Linked DNA regions of Mus musculus: region 1 is linked to region 2. The links are chromatin contacts, called in public promoter capture Hi-C maps. All regions are on one chromosome and are shown on one strand. Each heading gives the region's core, a stretch centred on a gene start, on an enhancer-like site or on the middle of the called end of the contact. The rest is flanking DNA. Distances are from core to core; before and after follow the strand shown.

Region 1 (5,970 bases), core at 1,320-3,819, 96 kb after region 2:
TGACTAGCATAACGCTCAACAGAAGGGCTCCCCAAGGGGTTCCACAAAAGTCCTTGCAGTAACCAAGGCCTTAGTAAAACTTCTGAGAGTGTTAATTACAGTTACGAATTGTGCTGTTACCCCACAATTCACATGCATAAGTCCTGGTCCCCAGTACCTCAGAGTGTGACCTTATTTGGGAATAAGGTTGTTGCAGTTGCAGATGTAATTAGTTAAGATGAGATCATTAGAGTGGGCCCTAGTCCAATATGACTATTAGTTTAAAAAAGAAAAGGATATTTGGGCACTGAGAGTCCCTCACAAGGAGTGCAACACCTCAAAGAGAGACAGAAAAAGAAGCCGTCTGAATCAGGGCCTTCCCTCAGAAGGAGCCAACCCCAGAATGCTTTCATTGCAGCCAGTGGAGCCATGAGATAATGAATTTCTGCTATTTAAGCTGGTCAGCCTGTGGCAATTTGTTACAGTAATCTTAGCAAACTAGTGCTACATTAGATGTTTTTCTAACTGTAAATCAGACTTATCGATGTTAGTTAGCTTTATGTTTATCTTTACATTAACCCAAAGAATTTGGGTACTTTTATTTATTCTGCTTATCCAAACGAGGACTCCAAAGTTCTTCTGAAAGGTTAAGAAGTATCTGAGGCAAAGGTTGCTGAGTCACTCATTATTGAACTCTGCTGCCTGTCTCTGGAGCCCTGTTCTTTGCTCTTTGTCACACACTGCTGTTATGGAAGAGATTCCTTGTGAGTAATCTCATGTGTCTTAAAGCTCACAACCTTAATCTAGCTCCAGATCTGAGGGCAACTGCACTCACATGTGCACGCACACACACACACACACACATGTGTGCGCGCACACACACTCCACAGCCTTCATGTAGACATGCTCAAACACTGTTACTGTCAGCACAAACAGGCTTCCTGCTCATGCTGATGAGAACACATACGGCTCCAAGCTGGTCACACAAGAGCTGGGTCAGCCAGCATATCAGTAAGGGACGGCAGTGGAGGCCAGGCTGCCAATGGGAGTCAGGAAGACGAAGCAAGCAAGCATAGCAGGCTTGTGTCGTGGGATCAAAGCCAGAGTAAGCATAATTGGGATAAAAAAGAGGAAAGTAAAGGCTAGGAAGGCGTGGCAAGAGCAATGTTACCTGCACAGATGAGGCAGGCTAGGAAAAGCATGTAAAATGATACCCCACCCCTAAATAAAGGAGGCTTGGAGAGTTTTATCTTGAACCTACAAATATTTATGTGGGGTACTATGGAGTCTGGCACATTCCTGAGCATGTTTAAGATATGTGCTCAGTTCAAGGTCATAACCCAAAAAGGAAAATGAGAGATGAGAACACCCTCCGGGGATTCTTCACTTATGTCAGAAAGATAACAGTCACCTTGGTGCCTGCATTACTTAGCTGCTAACAGTAAACCAGTGTTTATGGGCCTGGTAGGTAGGTCTAAGCTGTACAGAGTGAGCTGGGTACAAGAAGAAGGCCATAAGAATCCAGAGTGGGCTGGGCATGGTGGCGCACGCCTTTAATCCCAGCACTCGGGAGGCAGAGGCAAGCGGATTTCTGGGTTTGAGGCCAGCCTGGTCTACAAAGTGAGCTCCAGGACAGCCAGGGCTATACAGAGAAACCCTGTCTCGAAAAAACCAAAAAACAAAACAAAACAAAAAAAGAATCCAGAGTGGGAAATCTTTTAAAAGATGGGGGGAGGGGGAGGAAGAATCCAAGGTGGGCAGAAAACACATCAGCAGTTGGGTAGAATGGAGCATAGATGTGAGGGGCTAAAGGGGATGCAGAAATGGAGCATCCAGGACTCAGGAGGGCAAAAAACTGCAATTCAATGAAAGGATGGTTTTAGGGCTGGCCAGAAGTTCACGTGAGGAGCATCCCTCAAGGAGGATGATGCCCCGGGTCAGAAGTCACTGGTCTCAGGGGCCGACCTTCTTGGAGCTTAGTTGGGTGGGAATAAAGTGTAGTCAAAAGGGAAATAACTCCCTTTACAAATGAACAGAATGGAGGATGACTGTGCCCAGTGATCCCCCAAAAGTCACATAATGAGCTTACATTCATGCATCCTTGGTTCAAGTTTAAGTTCAGCATCTTGCCAAAACACAACCCCTTCCTTTTTCTTCTGATTCCAGGCCAGGGAGCATACTGACAAGTCCAGAGGATGTGCCCCCAGTCACTTCCTGGGGGAGGGGGTGTTCTAGCTGCTATCAGCTGGCCACAATTGCTTCCCTGTGTGTCTGTGGGCTCAGATATGGGCTTATGGGCTCACTAGATGGGGCCAGGCCAGCCTGCAGAAAGCTGGCAGCTCAGAACACATTCCTCCTCTGGGCTCTGCACATCTATCTTGCCAACACACTGGCATTTTCTCCAGTGTGTGTGCCTGCTTTGGATGGGCATGAGTAAACACTCTAAGTGTTAAATAGTCTAACATACATGTACAATATGAAAATAAATTTTCTAGAATAAGGCAAAATTTATGAACCTCATTTTAAGCCACGCCTATAGCAGAGAAGAAAACCACATTAGAAAACACATTGGCTATCTAAGTCTGGTAAATAATGGCTCCCTGGAACATGATGTTGAGACTCTAAGGTAGCCTTTAGATAACGGCCATTCTTGAAACCAGTGTGGAAGTTCCTCAGAAAATTGAAAATAGGATTACCATGTGACCCAGCTAACTCCTGAGCAAATGCCCAAAGTGAGAGAGATGTGGAAGGCAATCTTGTGAAGGGATAACTTGGATGGAGAACGAGGCACCACAGGCTCCTGCGACTCCTCAAAGAGTCCTGATCTGAGGAGTACAGGGCATTAGATCTAAGATGGCTCCTAACATACCCATGAGACAGCAAGAAGGAACGAGGCAGGGTGGTGGCTGCTTCCCCATCTTCACCAAGTTCTAATAAGTGATGATATGTGTGTGTGTGTGTGTGTGTGTGTGTGTGTGTGTGTGTGTGTGTCCCCTGCTCCTTCTGAGTAACCTCATCAGGCAGGGCTTTCATTGGGGCATGGTGACAGTGTGGCGAGATACAACTGGCCGAGGATTTAGCGGCTTGGCATTGCCTCAAACACTGGATATAAGCTTATGTGCTGGACAATAAATGCAGATCTGCACCCAGATGCTGGTCTCTGGAGTCTGATTTCCCTGGATTCATCACATGACTTCATCATCTCTCATCCCCCCCCCCATCCTCCATCCTGTTCCCACACCAAAGGACTCTAGATCATACTGTACAGATATGTGCACATCCATATTTCTTACTGCTCTATTCACAACAGCGAGGAAATGGAATCAGTCTAGCTGTTCATCAAAAGATGAATGTGTAATGAAAACGTGGTACACATATGCACACAGGATTATTCAGCTGAAGAAAAGAAAAAAAAAGTATCACTTGCAGGAAAATGGATGAAATTGGAAATCATATTGTGTCAAAAAATATCCAGAAGGATAATGTCACATACTTCTCTCATACATGGAACCTAAGCTCCCTGGGTACATACATGTATACACATATGACATAACAAGATCTGTGGGGTGGGAAGGAAGCAGGATAAGGACAGGAGAGGATAGTGGGTGAATGTGGTCACAGTTCAGGATATTTTGAACAAAATGTTATGAAGCCATGACTTTGTACAATGAATATTCACCAATGAAAGACTTAAAAGTCATGAGCTGAGGAGCCTGCTCAGTCTGGTAAAAGTGCCCGTGGTGCCAGGTCTGCGATGCTGACCTTAGAAGTAGGGTATGGTGGCATCAGAAATTCAAGACCAGCCTCAACTCTACAGAGTACATGAAACCCTGTCTGGAAAACAAACAACAGCAATGACAAGATGGAAGATAAACAGTAAAACCCCGTCACAAAGCCGAGGCTCCACTTCTGTCCCTGAACTATACTCAACATGAAATGCAGGCAGGCACTCCTTTAGACTCAGTGCCTCCCCCTCTTACACGCGTTCTCACGACCGGCCAGGAAGAACACAACAAACCAGAATCTTCTGCGGCAAAACTTTATTGCTTACATCTTCAGGAGTAAGAGTGCAAGCCCCCCTTTGCTTACATCTTTAGGAGCCAGAGGGCCAGAGCGCCAGAGCGCCAGAGCGCAGAGCAAGAGCTCTATTGTTTACATCTTTTAGGAGCCAGAGAGCAAGCCCAAAGCCCAAAGCGAAAGCGAAACCCCTTCCCTCTTAAGGAGAGTTATCCTTCGCCTAGGACGTATCACTCCCTGATTGGCTGCAGCCCATGGCCGAGTTGTAGTCACGGGGAAGGCAGAGTACATGGGGTGGAGAACTACCTTTGGCACATGCGCAGATTATTTGTTTACCACTTAGAACACAGCTGTCAGCGCCATCTTGTAACGGCGAATGTGGGGGCGGCTTCCCACAGTTCCCCCTTTTCTATTAATAAAAGCAATAGGCCACCCATATTAATGAGAGTGGAGATAGAGGTCAAATCCCCAGTGTGCAGGTAAAGGAGCCGTACACATAACCTCCTTCCAGGCTCATCACCTAGAGGGGTCCTGGTCTGGTCCCGTGTTGTTTTTCCTGGAGGAAGGACACTTGAACACTCAACCTTCTTGAAAAATGACATGTCTCCCTAGAATAGGCTCATATATGCCGCAGAGCCCTTCTACTGCAGTGCTTAGCCGTGCAACTCTCTCGGGCTGCTGAAGCACACTCACTCTATCCCGTGCAATGAGACTAGCCTCGTGGGGTGCAAGAGCTGAATGGCCAGCGACCTATTGCTTAAGCATAGATATATCAGGGGAAGCACCATGTTCTAGAGCTGCAAGCGCCTGGGCAATAACCACCTTGTCTCTCCTAGTTTGGGCCTTAAGCTTACAGACCAACCAAAGAAGCAACACTAATCCACAGCAAAGTGTATCTCCAAATAATATCAATCCCACCCATTCTTTAAAGAAGGAAAATGCTAAGGAGATCCAATTGGGTAATCCTTTGGTCAGGGACAGGTCCAAGCGCGTGGAGTTGACCTGAAGTCTCAATTCCCGAAGGATCTGTTCAAATTCAGCCGTCCAATTCTGTAACATATACTGAGAAAGACTTTTTGACAAATTAGCTGCCCTAGTAAATTTCTCATACTGAATGGAAGTAACACACAATCCCGGAAACTTTTGTTCACATCCCAGCTGAGCTATTTGCCATAATACATCTAGTTGTTTCTGGACAAGATCTATGAGTTGATTAACCAGCATGAGACCACCCTGTATCATGACATTAGCTGAGGCCTGTTTATCTATGACTGTAGTCACTGAGGCTGACAAAGTGTTAATGGTGTCAGTCGTCTGGACCTGTCCAGACAGAGCCAAGGCTGTCTGAATCAAGGCCAAACCCAGTTCCTAGTTAGTGGTAAAAAAGCAGGGGAATACTTGAGCATTATACATCACCGGCATTGGGAGTGGAAATGTCGACATTATCCCCCAACGCTGCTCTCTCTTTATTATTGACGCCCTGGACATCACCAAGACGAGGGACATCAGTATTCCCTTGGTCAGTCTGGATTTTTCGGGTGAGTCTTTCTGGTATCCAAAATGGGTTGTCTTCATTCTGTGGGAAAACACAAATAGCTCCCCTGGATCTTATCAAAATAGGATCCGGGCCATACCATTTATTATCAAGGACATTTTTCCATTTAACCATCTCATTGGGCCTATCTGGCTCTGAACAATGACGTTCAGCCGCAGTATGGCCATGAGCATCAATATTTTAAAAATTGAGTGTAAAGAGTGCCATAGACACAGACACTCTTGGTACTCGGGGTAGAGGCTCGACTCCCCTCTTCTGCTTTATTAGATAGGCTTTGAGGGTGCGATGCGCACGCTCAACAATACCCTGTCCTTGAGGGTTGTATGGAAGTCCAGTCAGGTGGGTCACGTCCATCTGACGGCAGAACTGCTGGAATTTTTGAGATGTATAAGCTGGTCCATTATCAGTCTTAAGGAGTT
Region 2 (6,086 bases), core at 3,516-6,015:
ACACACAAACAGTAAGGGACAGGGTGGTGTGGTGGAGGTCAAGTGGTCACGTGACACAGCCAGTTCTTACTAAGCAGTAAGGAGGCAGACTCATCTGGGCCTCCAAGACAATGCAGAGTAATGGCGAATCTTCTCAGGTACCCAGTGTGCTCTCTCTCTCTTTGAAATCTAAATTTTATCAAATCACAAGAATTCTTTATAGCACCATGCACCTTACCAGGTAAATGATCCATGAATATTTCCTCCCATTCTGTGAGTCACTTTCCGCTTTCTGGGCAACATTGAGGCATAGGCTTTTTACTAAAATTATGATGATGGTGATGACTTATTTTTTACCTGTTCTTTTAAAACCTTCTGTGTGTGATTTCCTGTCTTATCTGGAGCTGTGGGCTAACCCAAGTTCATAGCTCATGAAGATTGCTTGTCTCTTGTATTTTCCTCTAAGCATTCCATGACATTAAGGTCTGTGGTCCATTTTGAGCTGGTGTTCATGTATTATGGTAGCTTCATTCGCTGTTCACTATATTTTGTTTATGAGTTCTCTATTTGCATGCATGCATGGATGACAGAAGAGGGCATCAGATCCCATTGCAGTTGATGCTGAACCACCATTCGGGTGCTGGGAACTGAACTCAGCACCTCGGAAAGAACAACCACTGCTCTTATCCTCTGAACCATCTCTCCAGACCCTAGCTTTGCTCTTTTGCATGTGATTCACCATTTGTCTCCCTGATATTTATTAAAACCACTTCTTTTCGTTTGGAAAGCTATTCACCAAAGTCTTTGCATGTGTGGCTTCTTGTCACTGTGACCTGGATTCCTGACTACCCTGTCATAAAGATCTTCTTTGTCTCACTTCCCAGTGTCTCACTTAGATCGTTCTCTGGGTTGCCCTATCTCATGGTGCTCCTAGAAACTTCTCCAATCCCACTCTTTACTTTCTAATCCAGCTATCAAGGATGCATTCTGGGCTGACACTCTCCCAAGCCCTGCCCACAGATGGTCTCACTTAGTGCATCCTGCCAGTGGCAGATCACTTACGACTCTTCTACAGGCAATGAAGCCAAAACTCAGAAAGGAAAGGAACCTTCTCCCTGTGAGCAGAAGTCTGGGGCACTTTCTGCTCAGTTCGTCACATGATTTTGGATTTTGTGCATCTCTCCATATACCGTCTGTCCCACAGGTAAGTGGTTTATATGGATTGAAATGTGTGTCCCCTGGCAAGTACTTTGAAATGTATGTCCTCTGGCCCAAAGCCCACCACTTTCACCTCTGGTGACCCTTGTGTCCTCAAAGGTTCTTGCCTGAATTTCATATACTCTTGGAGTTGGAAATACCAACATGGCCCACCCTGTGCTTTGTATTTTGGCTGCATTAGCTCTGCCTGGACCACTGGACTGCATCCGTTTCAGAATGAAAACCAAAACTGATACTCTGCTGTGTTCCACCCATGGTCTAACATGGGGACCCCCTGAAAGATCTTCAAAAGCTCATGTCCTGATTTACCTTCCAGTGAGTGACTTGTGAACCCTAAGTTTGCGCAGCAATATGTCAGAAATGTTGGGCATCACATCCAGACCACTCTTGGACTCTTCTTCCTCAGCTGCTGGGGCGAGTTCAGGTGAGACTCCTGGAAAATAAGAGTTTTCCTTATAGAATGCCTGTTTCAAATCATACTAGTACTATTGGCAGGTCCCACGAGAGCTGTCAACACTCGTAAGCACGTTGTTACATGCCAGAGACCTTATTAATTGTTTTCTATTTTACTTTACCCTCAGAGTGGCCTGAAGAGCTGCTTCTTAACCATCCCTTAAACAGCCTGTGCTGCCTCCCCAAATGATGCAGGGCTGTAACCGGGAAACGGAGAGAGCAGGCTGTAAATCTCTCTTCTGCTTGTGGATAGTATAAGGCTCAATAAAGTTGGTAGCTTGCTGAAGATTACAGGCATAGCAAATGGCGCAGCTTGATGGCAAACCAACATCTATCTGGCCCCAGTCGTTTCTTCCCATAATCCCCAGTGTCAAGTATGATCGTGTGTCAGCATTTAGATGTTGGTTTCTGGCAACTGGAAGCTGGTTGACTCTTTGATTATGGGTGTTTGGGAAAAAAACCTCTCTATTTGTCAGGCTCTTAAAGGGATCTCTTGACTGATAATTTTTCCCAAATAAATCCAAAAGCACCATCTCCTAGGTCCTACCTAGAAGTCAGCATCTTGTTTGCCACTAGATAGTAACAGAAGCAGGTATTTTCCAGGATAAAGCTAAGGTCATGAGCCCCGTCACAGGTCTCAGAAATACGGATGTCTGCTAGTCAACAGAGCCAACAAACAGCATGTGCTGCCTCCCCAAATGATGCAAGGTTGTAACCAGGAAATGGAGAGAGCAGGCTGTAAATCTCTCTTCTGCTTGAGCAGCTCTTTCCTGGATCTGTCGCCTACTTCCCAGTGGCTCTTTGAGGAATCCTATGGTTCATGGTCTCTAGACCCATCCCATGCCTATACATACTCTGCCTTGTTGCTGTTTGAGAGACCCCAGATGTTCTCTAGCAAGTGTAACCCAGACCGCTGGCCAACACCTTGGGCACAGACCTTCACATCCACACAAGATAGACTTGCTGTGCCTTACCGTGTTCTCACTCACAGCATATTTAGGGTGAAGCAACAACCTCAGACATCTTAGACATCTTTCATTCGAGCCACCTCAGGATCCCACTGATCCTGACCAGTGAGGGTGCTGCATTTACACGCAGCTATCTATCCCCATTTTTTACTGTCTGCCATGGCTTTTGACCTAGCAGTGTTCCAATTTGCTTGTCTGTTTTCCAGAATTGCAGGCCAGGCTAGAGGTCAGAACAGAAGGCAGAGTTGTACCAATCATCTGGCTGGAATTAAGACTGGGATTCCTATCACCAAGGGAGACAAAGCAGAGAGGAGAAGGGACACAGTTGGGTTCACAGTGAATAGGTTTTTAACAGATTGACCCTGTTCAATAACAGAACAGTATTATAGACTCCTTGATGTGTCAGTTATTCAAGTGAAGGCTACAGGGTCATCTGTCATGGACAGGACAGCCAACACTACATCTCTAGGTGTACCATTAGACCAGAAGTTCCTGTAGCTACCTGTCAGCTCTTGCTTTCTGCTGGCATTTGTTGCTCACTGATAGCTCCATGTGTCATCTGTGACCTTGCTCTGTATCTATACACCTCTGCCACACTTAGCAGAGAGCCAGCTAAGCGGGGGGCTCCTGAGGTTGCTGTATGTGTGTCTGAAACATCAAATCTAATTCCAGATGAAGGACACACCGGGGGCTTCTGCCTAAAACATTTCTCTAAGTTGAGAGAAAATGAGGGGAAGGAGGAGGAACAAAAATAGAAAGGAGAAAAGAAACTAATTAGGGCTACCAGCTCTTATCAAATAGCAGTTCCATGTATATGTGGATACCAGAACCAAATACCCTTTCCCTGAATGCAACTAATTAACAACCAAAAATCATATTATCAATTATATATGTGCCAACAATGATTAAATACAGAAAAATAAAGTACTGAAAATAATAATAATAATGGCTAAAAACAGAATTTCCTAGAAATAAATGGGGTACCCCCACCTTTGATTCCTCTTTCTTCCTCCCTCCAAGAACAGGGGTTTTATTGAGTTTGTTTGCTTTGAGTCAGGGTGCCACTATATTGTCCAAGCCAGCCTTTAGCTTGTACTGGTCCTCTTGTCTCAGCCTCTTGCATTCTGGGATTACAAGCATGCATCTCAACACCTGGCCTAAGAGTGGATTCTGGGGGTGGAGAGTTGGCTCAGTGGTTAAGAGCACTTGTTCTTGCAAAGGAACTGGGTTCAATTCTCAGCACCCATGTGGGGGCTCACCACCTCCTCAAGCATCAGGTGTGCATGTAGTACACAGACACACATGCAGACAAAACACTCATACAAACAAAATATTAAAAAAAAATAAATGTTGACAGGAGGTGATGGTGCATGCCTTTAATACCAGCACTCAGGAGGGATCTCTGAGTTCAATGCCAGTCTAGTCACAGAATGAGTTCTGGGACAGCCAGGGCTACACTGAGAAACCCTGTCTTTTTAAAAACAAAAATGGATTCTGGATAAGGAAGTTTCTAAGAATATAAGAGCACAGAACAAGAAAGAGTAGATAGAATGAGTAGGCAGCCTGCAGAGGAACGTCAGAAAGAAAGTTTCTCTAGAAAGTCCTACACCCTACCACACCAACACTGCCAAGAAGAGAAAGAGAAAGTGCTGCCTGTATTGGCATTTAGCTTTCCCTGCCAAGAAGGAGGAGAGAAGAAAGGAGGAATGAGTATTGGTATTGTATCAGAATTACCTGTATAATATGTAGGAGCTCACCAGAAGGGAAGATTGAAAACAACTAAACAAATAAAGCAAGCTCTTCGGATGTAGCAGGAGCCGTATGGAGAGCTCCAACTTAAGCTCCACACGAACCACGTTAGAGAATAGCACAGTGGCTAAAGTCCTTGATTTCGTCTACCTTTTCTTCCTTTGCCTGGCTGAAGAATGAATGGCTCTTGGTAAGGGGTGGGTCAAGTCTAGACAATAAACATCTGGACAGACTCTTGATACAATTCCATCCTAAACTGGTGCTCCAAATCTCACTAATCCCCAGCTGGAGGAACAGAAATATCTCAATTTGCCATAATAAACTCCAGTTTTGGACTCTGAACAAAGTTATAGAAAAGAAGCAGAAAGCCTACAAATGCTGCTGTTAACAGCTTTGTCTGAACTTCCTCTTTCCTCCCACTCAAGCAGCAAAGAAGTACCCATGAGCACCCAGTCCTCAGTACTGAGAGAAGAAGACAAAGAGATCTCAGATGTGGCAGGAGGGAGTGAATGAAAACCAACCCTCCTCCCCCAACACATTCAAGGAAGGAGGAGATCCCGGTGGAAATGTCCAGTCACAAACAGATGAAATGGAAACCAATGACATGGCAGCTAGACAAAAATACTAGAGTGAAAAGAGGAAGGAAAGACGGAAGGTAGAAAGGAAGGAAGAATGGAAACACAGGAGGCAGATGTACGGATGGACACATAGATGCAGGGAACATAGGGGAAAAAGAAAAACTGCATTTCTGTGCAAAATATATACAGTAACTGCTTAACTCTAGGGGAAATTAGAATCTGAAAAAAATGAGAATAAGAAATCAGGACAAGAAAAGAAGATCACACATAATGGACAAGGATTCTATTTAAGGAAAAAAATTAAAGACCAAGAATGGAATGAATAAGAGATTGAAAAAACAGAACTGGTCAGGTTGTTTTTTAAAAATGAGGACATATAACACGCACAGTTTTACATGAATTAGTAAGGTGGACCAGATAGATTGAATGATCATAAAGAATATAAAGAGGAAAAGAAAGATTGAAGAAGGAAGGTTCTAAGTTGAGTTCTATCGACCCTTTCATTGAACAAATAATATATTCAAAGACATAATAGAAGAAAACTTGTCCTTAGTGGAGGGAAGAGTTGAACTTGGAGGTTAACTATACATCTGAAGCTTTTCTTTCCATTCTTTTGTTTTTCCTTCTTTTGTTTTCTTTTGTTTTGTTTTCTTTTCTTTTCTTCTCAAGGCATGTCTATAAAGAAATGCTACTGTTCTTATTCCTAACAGGAAAGAAAATACACATGCAGGGAATATAAAGGTTAAGGGACACAGTAAATAAGAGGTCTTGGGTATCTCTACAATGCTGAAAACAATTGGGAAACATTTCATAGAAATGAATTAGCCAATAATGTTATAGTTATGCAGGCTATTGATAAATAAGATGTTTTCAAATATGCTAGAACTCAGGACACAGAATACTTCCAGTGCTTCCCAGGAAAACTACTAGATAATGAAGTCCAACTAAATAAAACATAAATCAAAATAAAAATGCTTAAGGATGGTTAGCCACAAGGAGGGAACTGGCAGTAAGCATGAAACCCTTTTATTCGGGTGCACAACTGGACAACTGTGAAAACTGGTTACAAAGTAGAATGGAAATGTTATAACCTTGACCACACACAGAGGAGAATTCATCAGCTAGCCAGTCAGAGGCAAGA

Evidence for each region. Promoter capture Hi-C pulls out the DNA fragments that hold promoters and counts their contacts.
Region 1: a contact with region 2 is called in a promoter capture Hi-C map of the HPC-7 cell line. The contact joins two enhancer-like sites. A contact is called at or near these places in 11 of 39 promoter capture datasets (the 3T3-L1 cell line, the HPC-7 cell line, the SN4741 cell line and 6 more).

The regions. Positions count from the first base shown.
Region 1 is chr7:111,002,077-111,008,046 of GRCm38.p6, forward strand. No RefSeq gene overlaps it. Among named protein-coding and RNA genes, the nearest start is that of Mrvi1, 23 kb to the left of the region's middle. Within about 2 kb of position 2,570, at least 17 of the 459 cell types and tissues checked have an H3K27ac peak or open chromatin away from gene starts, as enhancers often do. A contact at or near this core is called in the HPC-7 cell line, where this site is marked.
Region 2 is chr7:110,903,921-110,910,006 of GRCm38.p6, forward strand. It overlaps Mrvi1 (MRV integration site 1), which reads right to left. Exons shown (of 21, transcript NM_194464.3): 11 at 1,507-1,630. Gm16336 (predicted gene 16336) reads left to right here and starts at 1,065. Exons shown (of 3, transcript NR_045267.1): 1 at 1,065-1,183; 2 at 1,514-1,621; 3 at 1,779-1,931. Within about 2 kb of position 4,766, at least 29 of the 459 cell types and tissues checked have an H3K27ac peak or open chromatin away from gene starts, as enhancers often do. A contact at or near this core is called in the HPC-7 cell line, where this site is marked.